Linked DNA regions of Zea mays: regions 2 and 3 are each linked to region 1. Evidence: chromatin contacts called from public Hi-C data. All regions are on one chromosome and are shown on one strand. The core of a region is the stretch at or near the end of the contact, and the rest is flanking DNA. Distances in the headings are between cores, read along the strand shown. Region 1 holds the start of LOC100382805 (Glucose-6-phosphate isomerase 1 chloroplastic). Region 2 holds the start of LOC100275651. Region 3 holds the start of LOC109944588 (zinc-finger homeodomain protein 1).

Region 1 (4,212 bases), core at 1,229-3,728:
CAACATAAAGGAAAAATGGGAACGCCCTGACCTGCAATGCAGCTGGAAGTAAACCAACAGCTGACATTTCTGAAGTCCTACCACCAACCCAGTCAAACATAGGAAACCGAGCTAACCATCCCTCTATTCTGGCAGTGTTATCCAACAGAGAATTTTCTTGAGTGATTGCAACACCCTGCATAGCAGATCTTGCTCTCAGACAACAAATTGTGCAGTCATATATCAAGGATGTGGAAACAATACATGAATCAAGTAACAGAAACTGATTGCCCATGGACCAGTTGAGAAAGAACTATACAAAACAAACATGAACCTGAGGTCAATACCTGTTTCGAGAATTGCAGACCTGCATCTCTGAAGGCTTTCTGTACTTCCAGTAGCCCATTGCGGGTTTCAGGTGTGCCTCCGCTCTATGCAAAATTGAACGATAAGTTCATGGTGCAGCTGGAAGAATATCGACAAAATAAGAAAGTTTGGGATCTTTATGTACCTTAGAAATGACAATTACAAGAGTAGTTGCCAGTTCAGGTCCTAGTTGAGCAATTTGATGATCAATCCCAGCAGGATCGGTGTTGTCAATAAATCTTATCTAGAAATCAAGCATAACAAGAGTTTAGGCTTACATCTTGCAACTGACAGGACATCTTAATACAAAAGATAGACAAATGTAATTTTCATGCATTGCTCGGATTCTGACTTAGGGGCGGGCATACCTTCAGTGGAGGGTTATCAGGCGCAAGTGCCTCAGCAACAAATTGAGGGCCCAAAGCTGACCCTCCGATTCCTATAGAGAGAATTGAAGTGAAACGACCAGATGGGGAAAGAATCTGCATTTACACGAAGTACGGTGTTATAAGACATCATCAACACAAAAGGAAATGTACCCAAAGCCTCAATAAGATACATAGCACCTATCTGTTGCACAATGACCTATCGTGCCTGTAAGAGTACTTGCCCCCAAATGATGTACTCTTATATAAAAAGGCCGCAAGGCTTAAACAATACAATGCATCAACAAAATCAAACCGATTCTAGTTTCCTACAATTCCAAATGTTCAGTATAATGTTGGAAGATTATACACAGGTCTTCTCTAAGCTCTCTGGTGATGGCACATCCCAACATTTTGTAACGTGGGGCTGAGGACAACATATATAAATAAAACGAGACACTTGCAATCAACTTCTTTCAAAATCTGGTCCCCAAAATTGCTCCAGGTGCTTTGATTCAGTCATAAGCATATATGATATACATGTATAACTGTTAATTGGCACCGTTTCCCTGACAGACTAGACACTCCTTCCAGTCGCCAAATCAGCCCGAAAACGAGTTTTCTAATGGATGGAGCCAAGGTTATTAAAACGGTAAAACGTTGGAACGCTCATGGGTGAATTTTTGACTTTTAAACCTTTAAACTTTGTTTAAACGTAGTTTTAAACAACACAGGAAAAATACCAATACATCATAATTTCAAACAATAATGTGAAGTTAAATACCAAAATAGAGAGGTTAGTGGCTTACCAAAACTTCACCCATGAGCTGGATTGAACCTCAAAAGTAACTAGTAGACTGAGCCCAAAAGTAGTTAATGGTCTAAAATGTATAAATCACTGCGTTTTACAGTTTAGAACGCCAAAACGCTAAAACGTGGTTTCAATCTCTAATTAGAGTTTTCACGTTTAAACGTAGTTTAAACATCGTTTAAACGTAGTTTTAATAACACTGGATGGAGCTAAAAATGGTAGAGTGGCACGGCATATCAAGCATGCTATGCAATTCGAAATCTCCAGGAGAAGGAACTTCAAGTATGTAGGCAAATATAAATGGAAAATGTTGCAGCGACCTTTCCAGAGACGACATCTTGAGAGAAGGCGAGGATTCTGTCGAGTGCGGTCTCGATCTTGTTCCGGAGGAAGGAGTTGGGAGCGAGGGCCGGGTCGCGGAGCCAGTAGTGGCCCACCATGCGACCCTCGTCGGGGTTGGCGATGGCGCCCTTCTCGAGCTCCCGCATGTCGACGAAGGCCTGCTGCATCCGCGGCTCCATCTGCCGCAGGAACTCCTCCGTGAACCCCATCCGGCTGACGTCGACGAAGATGCCGAGCTCCTTGTGCTGGTAGAGCCACTCGACGTAGCGCTCCCACAGCTTGATCGGGTCCTTCTCCACCGCGCGGACGCCGCCGCTGCCGTTCTCCGGGCCGGAGCCCAGCGCTGGGCGGGCCGGGCTCGGGGCGGAATTGGAGGAGCGGGAGAGGTCGGCGATGGAGTGGGGCGCGCGGAGGCGGAGGTGGGAGGGCCGGAGCAGAAGGTGCCGGCGCAGCCGAAGCCGGCACACGGCGGAAGATGGCGGCGCCGCCGCGCCGGAGATGGACGCCATCGCCGGCGGCGTCGTTGCAGCAGGGGATGGTGGTTGTGAGGACCCTCGCTTCGTTCGCCTGTCGGTCTTGGGTTCACGCGCCTCCGAAGCGAGGGTTTAGTTTTGTGGGGAAGGAGTCCACGAGGTGGAGTTGGTGGCCTCGCTGGGCTTGGCTTTATCTGGGGTTAGGGGAGGAAGACGGAGGAGGAGGAAGAGATGGTCCATGTCAGTCGGGTCACCTGGGTGCCCCACCCGTCAGCCGCCTGGGGTACGGGGCACCCCACTTGCCAGAGGCAGGCTCGGTATCACCACGGGGGAGCAACTACCAGTTTCCGTGGGTGTCACCATGTCAGGCGCTCAGCACGTGCGACCGACGGCGTAGGGGAAGTTGGGGACGCTAGTGCGACGCCGAGGGAGAGGTGGTGGATGGCAGCGCCTGCACGGATCGCTAGTGGGCCGGGGATGTCTTCGTGAAGGTGAAGTACGGGGCACAGGGCCGCACGAAGCAAAAAAGCGAGGAACTCGCTGGGAGATATTTGCGCCTCGCGTTCGTGTATGCTTGCGTAGTTGATTGAGCTTCCTGTTTTTCTGGAGATTTGCTGCTTTGGGGCTCGTCGACGGCGACCGTAGGACTGACCGGCTGGGATGGGAGGGGGAAGAATACGGCAAACAACGTGTGGTTTTCTCCTCTCCTGTTGCGGAAACCCGAAATGCTCTGCTCGCCGTCGAATTCTCGTGGTTTGAGTTTACTGCTCTCTTCATCTCAACTTTCAGTCTTCACGCACTCCATCTCAGCCCCGAATACTTCCACGCTGACCCGCGGATATGCATGGCATGATTCTTGATGCTGATGCAAATGAGAAAAATATAGGAATACTTTAGAAATAGTTCCGTACCACTGATGTAAAATTATTTTCTATATCTTAAGCGAGATATTAAAAATTGTCAGAGAATCAACAAATAAACAAATATGGTCGCAACTTTTTTTAGTGACTTAGAGCATCTACAATTAAGCCGGGTCCTATATTTAAATATAGGAGTTAAGATCTCAAAATAACTTCCAACAAAATTGCTATTTTATAAATTTCCATCAAATGGATATAGCACCTGAAGTCACAGTTACTAAATATAGCACTCCAGTCAGAGGACCTATTTCTGTGTGTCTAATCTCACGGAGTTAACTACCACATGAGTTTAGGAGTTGCTATTGGAGTTAGAAAAAATATTGATCCAAATTAACTTGAATCAAGTCTAATTTAGCTTTTGATGTCCCAATTATAGGAGTTCATCTTGGAAATGCTCTTATAATACTTATAATTTACCGAGTGATTTTTTAATAAACTATAAAAACTCGGATCGCTCTCTCTATCTTTACTACTTATTAAGACAGTAAGGGGTAGGCTGTCATTTCGTGTTCTGCATTCCCCCTCCCCGCACAGTCCATTCTCATATTCTGCCACCATTCCTGCCATTCTCATTCCTCCCCTCCCGCAAAGTCCATTCTCATTCCCACGTACATCCCACACCTAACTAAAATTAAATTAAAAAACACACACTCCTAGCTAAAATTAAATTAAAAAACACAAATGGCTCTAAGGGGATTTGAACATGTGACCTCTCATCAAGCAAATATGATTGTAGCTACCACTACACCACATGTGTATTTATGTCCACATCTATTACAGTAAAAATATCTACTACATCTATCTCGAAGCCTACCTGCTACCCTTACACAATGTGTAGTAGTTGATAAGTATCACCGAGATTCTTGAATCATATTTTTGGATGGAGTGAGTAGTATTTAAAGAAGAGCCTTGCATACAATTTATTTTGTTTGAATAATGTTTTCAACCTAAATTCC
Region 2 (4,212 bases), core at 872-3,371, 510 kb after region 1:
ACGCGTAACCCCATCCTTGAGCACATGGTCCACACGTCAGAACGACATATACATACAGCAGCCACGGCCGGGGTAGAACAATAGATGCAGAAAATAAAAAGGCAAGCTCTCAAAGCCACTCTTTTGGTTTGCCCCCCACAACCACAAATAAAAGAAGAGCCAAAGAGTAGAGGAGGCCGGTGTGTGGGTGTGGCTACTACTACTACTATCTTCTTTACAGCTCCAAAGTCTCAACTAGCGCATAATGCCGTGGTTTATCAAAGGTGGCGGAACGGAGGACGACGGAGTCGGATGGGTGGGGTCCTGCCTTTTTCCACCAGAAACAAACACGTAGCAGCAGGCAGCAGCTACATGTTTTTTTTTAAAAAAAAAGTCAAAAAAAAAACGAACTGCGAGCACGTTAAAATTCACACGAAACCGCCTAGTACTTTCCCTCAAAGGTCAATACTACTCGCTAGTCGTTCCACCGCTCGCTCCCAGCGGACGTCAGGACGTGTCCTTTCTCCTTTGCAGCCGCCGCGCACGGAAGCAGACCACGCAGGGCGCAGCAGGCAAAAACGACAGCACCCGGCGTCCGGCACCGGCAACAAGGCAAGGCCACCGCGGGCCGGCAGCAGCCGGCAGGTGCAGCGGACCGCGCGTGTAGGCGGGCGCATCGCATGAGGTGGGCACGGACGCGGACACAGGCACGTGCTCCCCTGCCCCACCGCCCACTGCGCCCTCGACACCTCACCATCGGCATCAGCGGCCACCGTTCCCCCACCGCCCCAGCCGGAGCCCACCCCCGTTTTCTATTTGCCGCCAGCTGGTCCAGCCCTACTCTACTCTTACTCTACTCTACCGCGCCGGATAGGGAGGGCGGGAGGTGTGCGTATAATAATAATGGGCTCTGGCAGCTTGCGGGACGCGACCAGATCCAGGGCGCACAGACAGCTGTTGCGTCTGTGGCCCAGATCCATCAGCTTGTTCGGCTGCCACAGAGAGAGCACTGTTGCAGCTGCAAAATACTGTTGCGGCTGCAATCCCTAGAGACAAAATACTGTAGAAGCCGCAGCCGCAGTTGGATTAAAGCCGCAGCGAACAAGCCACATACCCCTAGCTCGATCTACAAGCACGAGCTCATCATGCCCATGGATCCTGGCCTGGCCTGGTCTCTCTGCATCGACGTTCGTTCGTGTGTGTGTATGTGTGCAGCCCAAGCTCAAGATCGCGCAACAACGGTGAGCTCTACACCACAGTAACACTGCACTACTCTCAGTCTACTACTCAGTAGTACGAGCACTCTCCAAGATCTGATCCGATCTGATACGATCACCGAGCTAAAATGTAGTAAGCAGTAGCTGCGAAAGAGAATCAACAGGGTATTATACAAATGGATGAACGGAGCACAACACCACCGAGCCAGCCCAACCAATCTGTCCGAGCCACGGTCCTACACTGTAGCAACACGAACGAACAGATGCCGCCAGTCCTACTGAATCGAATGCCGAATGGAATATGGATATTCGGATGGAAGAAAAAAAATGGTGAAAAGAAAAAAAAAGAAGGAATCAACGGCTCAACACGGATAACAAATAAATTACAGCACGGGGCAGTGCAGATCTCCCTTCTCTCAGTAGAAGGCGGCGGCGGCGGCGGCCACGGCGGCAGCGGCGGCGAACCACTTGGCGGCGGCGGGGGAGACGGCGGCGGCGGCGCTGGGGGCAGGGGGCACCTCGGCGGAGGGCGTCGGGGCGGGGCCCTCCGTGGGCATCGGCGGGGAGCTCATCTCGGGGGTCGGGGCCTCGGCCTTGGGCGCCGGGGCAAGGGCCTCGGGCGCGGGGGCGGGGGCCTTGGGAGCGGGCGCCGGGGCCGGGGGAGGCGTGGCCGGAGGCTGGGCGGGCGGCGACACCGGCGCCGGGGCGGGCGGCGGGGTCGCGGGCGTCGGAGGCGGCGTCGCCGGCGGGGGAGGAGACGCCTTGGGAGCCGGCGTCGGGGTGGCGGCCGGGGCCTGCGCCGCCGCGGCGGCGAAGAGCATTGCCATGGCCAGGGCCGCGAGCTGGAAGCGCGCCATTGCAGCCGAGTAGGCGAGAGAGAAGCTTGATGAGCGTGTGCGTGTGTGTGTGTGTACTGTGATGGTGTGTGCCCGGTGCCGGGACAGTAGAGGGCCGCGTCTTATAAAGAGGTCGAAGCCGAGGTTACGACGCGTAATTACTAGTCCTGCCAGGGGTTTAGCTGCTACTTTCCTCGAAGATCAGCCGCCGTTGGATCGGTCCGTGACGGCGATGTCACATTTTGCCCAGAGCCTGTTTCGAGTATGATAAAAAAATCTGAAGATGGGGTTTGGCTACATCTCCATTTTCGCCCAATGGACATGGTCGGTTGTGAGCTGGCGCTCACTGTATGTCTTGTCGTGCGTACGTATTTTTGGATTTTGGGAAATGCGGCAACGGTCCACCCATTTATAATGTTCTCTCTCTCTCTCTTTTAAAAAAATAGGCCCCATCAAATATTATCAGCTCCATATACGGTCTCATTTGGCACCCACATATATTGTTTCTGTCTATACAATACTGCCATTCAGAATAAGGAAATTGTGCCGCTATTTTTTTATGAATTTGAAGGGGGGAAATAAAACTTCAATGCGGCTTGAGTAGCCGTTGATAATGTCGTTGGCGCGGCCACTTGTACATCTCATCTCCAGCTAAGGTTCGTTGCCCAGAATAGTGCCTTTGAAACGGGATGATTAGCTTGTTGAAACTAATCAATGAGGCCCCCATGTTCCGCGCTCAGATTTTTTATATTCGGGCCATCTCTAAACGGCTCACAATACTGCTGAACCACCTCCGAAACGGTGGCAACCTACACCTAGGGATAAAAATGAGGCATAAATCACAACATCATATTAAATACATCTCTGCCTCTCTATCACCTCTCTCTTACAGAGATTGACCGGCTATATTTGGCTTACAAGTCCACGGTTCCTTATTGATACTGTTACTGTTAGACTGTTTCCGGTAAATAGAGTAGAATAGGAGACACAAAACTGTACATGACACTATTCACACTGTTTAGAGAGTAAAATTTAAAATAGAGGATGAGACAGAGGATCTGCTAGAGATAGCCTTAAGTTGTTATGAAAAACGCGTTTACATACGACGGCCTATTAGCAGTTGTGTATTCTTGTGACTTTGATCCATATGATAAATCCAGCGATTTCCAGCCTATGTAACCAGATTCTTCCAATAAAAGCTATATATAATCCTACGTGCACGATGGTCAACTTGATCGATGCAAGAGAACTCTAGTGACCTCCCACCTAATGATCTAACCAAACCCTTCCAAAAACCAGAGTTTGAGTTTCACTGCTTGGTGACGCTGAACTTGATCCACAGGGTAAATCCAGTAAAATCTAACCTACTCAAATAGAACCGGAAAATATATGGGGCCAGATTGTTACCCATTACCAGCAAAGCTGCAGACGGATGAAGTTGCTCGTGTTACTTGCAAGACATGGACAACAGACCATGTAAATAACCGTACAAAATACTGTTATACAATGTTTATAAAACATAGTTTGAAATAGAGAATAGTATAAAGAGTCAGGCTACTCTGCCGCGTTCATGATCGATCATGGAGTCCACACAGCGTTTCCGGTGACCATCGTGGCCATCAGGCTGGGTTGTGCCCAGGTTGGAAGATTCCGGCCGGCCGCACGGACAGTCGGCAATAGCAACCCGCTTTTCTTGCTAGTTGTGCTGTTGTTAGACCCTTTGAGCTCTCGTTGTATTATCCCATCTAAGGTTATTCGTTCGTCCCGTGCAAAGCGCGCAAGTCTATTCCTCTTTTCTACATCTCGTCTACTAATGGTCCACTACACCATAGACATGCCGTAAGAAACCACTTAATCACAACACGATTGAAAAACCAAGCGCCGCAATCCCACGTAGTACTACCTCGTTACTTGGAAGAGGACGAGCGACCGAGCGAGCTATAAAAAAAATTGGTCTCCTTTTTAATTTGTATTTTTCTCGGCCTTTTGGCTAAGATAAAATGTATTATTTGTTATTATCAATTTAATATTTGATATATTTATCAGTTTAGTATTTAATATGTAGATCATATGTTCGTTTTAATATTAAATTTATTTTTTATGTGTATTAAATATAATTGTTTGCTGTCGCAACACATAACAATCAACTATTTTAATATAATTGACAGCTGATTGTTTTT
Region 3 (4,212 bases), core at 1,174-3,673, 260 kb after region 1:
CGACAAGCTCGCGAAACGGGACACACGGATGGAGCTGATCTCCCTCGCGCGGGGTTATTAAACGCGTTTCAAGGGCATTGATGACCCAAGCTGAAGAGGCCAAAATTACAAGCGTGTACAGTACACATTGCATCTGTAGTCGTCTGTACATACATGATGCATGCATGCATGGATCAAGTAAAAAAAATTGAGGGGAGAATTTACCAAGGGGCAGTATAGTTTACTCTCCACTACAGACCAGCAATCCAGCATGGTAAAAATAACTTACACCCACCTCCATAGTGTGATCAGGAAATGTAAATCAAGTCGCGAGAAGATCACGCACGCACACACCCCTCCATGGCTTGAGCAAGAAGAAGCACTGGAGGACTCGTGCGTGGCAACGACTTTGTAGAGAATATACTGTACAATGCAAAGAGGAGTATAGATAATGGACGAACAGTGTGACCTATATACTCCTATCTTCTTTAGGCGCAGCATGCAGCATCTAACTAGGAAGCAAAACATGAGCAAGAGAGGAAAAAAAAAGATCATCATCGGAGCTGATCCCGGCGCGCAGGTCCAACCACAAAAAATATAAGAAGGCAGGGCACGAGCACGAGACATATAAACACACAGAATGACAGAATCCATGCGGCCGCAATCCCCAGATACACACTCTGTTCGCCGGCAGCGCATCCCATCGTCGCAAGGCCACGTACATTTCCCGTTGAAGAATAGTAGTAAGAAACCAAGCAAACCGGCAAATGGCCATGCCGAATTAATTAATTAATAAACAACACCAACAAGTACGGGTAAATGAGAACTGAAAGAACCGCCGGCAAGAAGATCGATGGAGCATATGCAGCTCGCTACGAGTTACTGCAACTAACCTACGCCGCCACGAAGGCGCCGGAGCCGAAACAAGAATGCTGACAAAGAAGATGCACATGTGTACCTACCGGCCGGAGGGGCTGGCCCCGGCCACCCCCGATCGATCTGCGATCAACAAAATGCAAGCGTGTACGTGGCTCTTCCGTGTACGGATGGGATGGGAGTACACACGCGTCCGGGGGTCAGGTCAGGTCAGGTGATGGTGCTAGCGCGCTACGGCTTCTTGCCGAGGGTGTGCTTGTTGTTGTGCATCCACACCTTGAGCACGTGGCGCTTGACGCAGACCTCGTCGCAGAACTGCTGCACGGCGGCCTCGTCGTGCTTCTGGACGCGCCACCCCACGCGCTCCGCGAACGCCAGCATCCTGTCCTTCTGCTCCTGGCTGAACTTGGTGCGGAACCGCTTCTTGCCGGACCCGCCCGAGCCGGAAGGCCCGGTGGTGCCGCCGAGGGACATGCCGCCCAGCGGCCCCACCGCCGACGACAGCGGCCCGGCCATCCCGGAAAAGTCGTCGTCGCCGTCGCCGTCGTCGCGCCAGCCGTGGGACGTGGACGGCAGCGCCAGCGGCCGCGGCGTGTGCCCCACGGGCACGGGCGGGGCCATCTGCAGCGGCTGCTGGTGGAAGTACCCGGCCGGGGTGCGGCAGTACGGGGAGAAGTGGTGGTGGTGCGGCGCGGCGCTGCCGTAGGCGGCCAGCGCGGCGGGGGAGACGAGCGAGCCCGCGGCGGGCTCCTTGCGGTGGAAGTTGCGGTGGCAGCCGCACGCGGCGCAGCGGAGCGCGCCGAGCGTGCCCTCCTCGCCGGCGGGCATAAACTCGCCGCACCCGTCCACGGCGTGGCCCCCGATGCCCACCGCGTGGTTCTTGAGGCACTCTCGGTACCTCCCGCCGCCGCCGCCGCCGCCGCCGAGGCCGCCCGCCGGGGCCTTGGCGCGAACGCTGAGCGGCTCCACGCCGCCGCCACCGAACCCAGCTGCCAGAGGCGGGGCGTCGTAGCTGGAGCTCACCGGCATCGGCATCGGCATCGGCATCGGCGCCATCTCCTCGTCACTGTCGTCGTGGTCGTCGAAGTCCATGGCCGTCGATCGGCAGCGAGCGACCGGGCGGCCGCCGGCGGTGGCAGGTGTTTCTTGTGCGTGCCTGACCTGTGTGTGGTGTGTTGATGTGTTCTCGAGCTGTGGCAGGCGAAGAAGGTTAAGAGCGGCTTAGGAAGGTTAAGAGAGGGGGATGAAGAGATAAGAGACATGGACTATGGGGAGAGAGTGTGGACACCGTCTGGGCTGCCTGCCAGTTTTGACGCGCCGCTTTGCTGCAGGAATGAAGGCTGGATGCAAGCCGCTGCCGTTGGCCGTAGCTGCCTTGGCGTTGGCCTTGCTTACTAACCCTGGTTTCACTCTACTAGTAGCTAACAACAGTATCTGCGCTCGCTTTCTCACCGCTTCCCTCATCGAATTCACCATGGTCACCCAGCGGCAGCTCAGGGCCGAGCCGACGCCGCCGGTCGCGCTCGTGCCTTTGGTGCATGCTTGTCTCTCTCCCTCCCGGCTGCTGTTTTCCAAGTGGTCGTCTGGCTCCACTCCAAGGCCTCCACCGCCTTTAAAATTGCGGTTTAGAATATGCGATCGCGACACCGGCCCGGTCTTTGTTTTCTCTCGCCTTTATGGTCGAATCTATGTGTGGCAACTTCTCTGTCTTAACAAAGACACTTGAGGCCCAAATCCATACGGTGTGTCTTGATCAAGTACAAATTTGACCTGCAAAACAACGCTGTCGCCTAATCGTGTATATTTGGCCCGTCCAGCCATATATAGTCTAGCTTATACACACACAGCCGTCATTTGGAATAATGGAGTCCAAATGACGGAATTAATGTCGGATGGTGAAGGCATCGGAAATGGCAACAGATGGGCTACCTCTCTAGCATATATAGTCTAGCTTACACACGCACGTGACTGACCCACCCTACTACGTGCAGTGCGTGTATGTTCGGCCATCTGGTCCTCCCTGGGTGACGCGGACCCGCTCGGATCAATAACCGGCCCTAGCTAATCTTCCGGCCGTCGTGGCGTCGTCGTCGTCTAACAATCCAGCGTCCGTTATTTGTTCCATGCGGGAGCACGTCACCCCGCCTCGGGGTAGTAGCTAGCTTAGCTAGCATTCTACGTAATAATCCCGCGGGCTTGTGCCAGGTGGTTCGCGGCCTCAACACACGTGTTAAGGCCTGCACGCTCGGGCGGCTCGGCCCTGCATGTCTCGCCACTTATGAAGCCGCGAACGTCACTGCGCGCCACTTATGAAGAAGTACGTAGTACACGTTAATTCTGGCGATATAACGGGTGCGCGGCGGAGAAAAAAAGAAGTAGCAGGGAGGAAATTTGAAAGCCGACGACGGCGGCGGAGTGGGATTACGGCCGGCCTTGTCTTGGCCTAGCTAGAGAGCCTTATCTTGTGTGATAAGAAGCGGGTCAGAGCTTAAGCGCCACAGGCTGCTAATCCTTTCCCGGATCGATCCGCCGCCGGTCTCCGTCGACCTACCGAGAGCGGTGCTGGTGGTGCATGCGTGGTCCAGGAGCGGCGTGGAGCCGCCGGCCGGTTGCTTTCCGTGCCAGTTTGGGAGGGTACGTACAGCGGTCCGCCGCGCTCGGGTCCGTGCGTACGTGATCGGTCCGGCCGGCACCACCGCCGGAGATCCAGTCCGACGCGTCGATCTTTTCCGTACGTGGTGGGCCTGTGCCTCTGTGTATGTAGCGGTGGTCTGCCGCCGGCGTGTTAGCATATGCATGGCCGTCACGTACGTACGCGTTGGTTTCCGGTAGGCCGGCCCCCGCGGCCCCTTTGGTCTGCCACGGTCAACCAATACATACCCATCTACATGCCCCCAAACAAACGTACGGCGGTACTAGTACTGCTACAGCACTTGTGTACGCAAACGAAATCTAGAATTCTAGATCGAACGGTCAGGACCACAGGAAACTAGCTATAGTACACATTCCCTCCGTGTCTCTCTCCCACGGCCGGCCGACGGTCCGCGAACAGGGTCACACACGCACTTCGATCGCTCTACTCGTACTAGCTAGCTAGCTAGCAAAGCCGGCCAGACTCTTGTGTGCATGGACCGGCACCGGCACCGCTGGGCGCTGGCCACGCGCGCAGAGCCTGAAAAGACGGGCCACGTTCTCATGCATTGCATGCCAATGCCATGCGACAAGGGACGGGATCACGGAAATGGCGCATGCATGCATGGAGACGGACGGAGGCAGCAGGCAGCAGCAGCGCAGATCAGAGCCCGGCCTTGCGTTTGCATCAGCCTTTCAGGTGGGCAGGCCTGGGGGACAAGCGCG

Evidence for each region. Hi-C and Micro-C count contacts between places; a contact is called where the count stands out from the background.
Region 2: a contact with region 1 is called in a Hi-C map of ear, with 1.6 times the contacts expected there. The contact joins the promoter of LOC100275651 here to the promoter of LOC100382805 in region 1. A contact is called at or near these places in 2 of 25 Hi-C or Micro-C datasets (ear and tassel).
Region 3: a contact with region 1 is called in a Hi-C map of ear, with 2.6 times the contacts expected there. The contact joins the promoter of LOC109944588 here to the promoter of LOC100382805 in region 1. A contact is called at or near these places in 8 of 25 Hi-C or Micro-C datasets (bundle sheath, ear, leaf and 3 more).

What each region holds. Positions count from the first base shown.
Region 1 is chr2:192,527,795-192,532,006 of Zm-B73-REFERENCE-NAM-5.0, forward strand. It overlaps LOC100382805 (Glucose-6-phosphate isomerase 1 chloroplastic), which reads right to left and starts at 2,479. Exons shown (of 14, transcript NM_001175506.1): 1 at 1,842-2,479; 2 at 714-827; 3 at 491-589; 4 at 327-410; 5 at 32-175. The coding sequence starts at 2,372.
Region 2 is chr2:193,038,422-193,042,633 of Zm-B73-REFERENCE-NAM-5.0, forward strand. LOC100275651 reads right to left here and starts at 2,122. Exons shown (of 1, transcript NM_001367826.1): 1 at 1,342-2,122. The coding sequence starts at 2,053. The coding sequence ends at 1,613. It also overlaps the pseudogene LOC111590980.
Region 3 is chr2:192,786,892-192,791,103 of Zm-B73-REFERENCE-NAM-5.0, forward strand. It overlaps LOC109944588 (zinc-finger homeodomain protein 1), which reads right to left and starts at 2,424. Exons shown (of 2, transcript XM_023301678.2): 1 at 2,144-2,424; 2 at 729-2,046. The coding sequence starts at 1,947. The coding sequence ends at 1,087.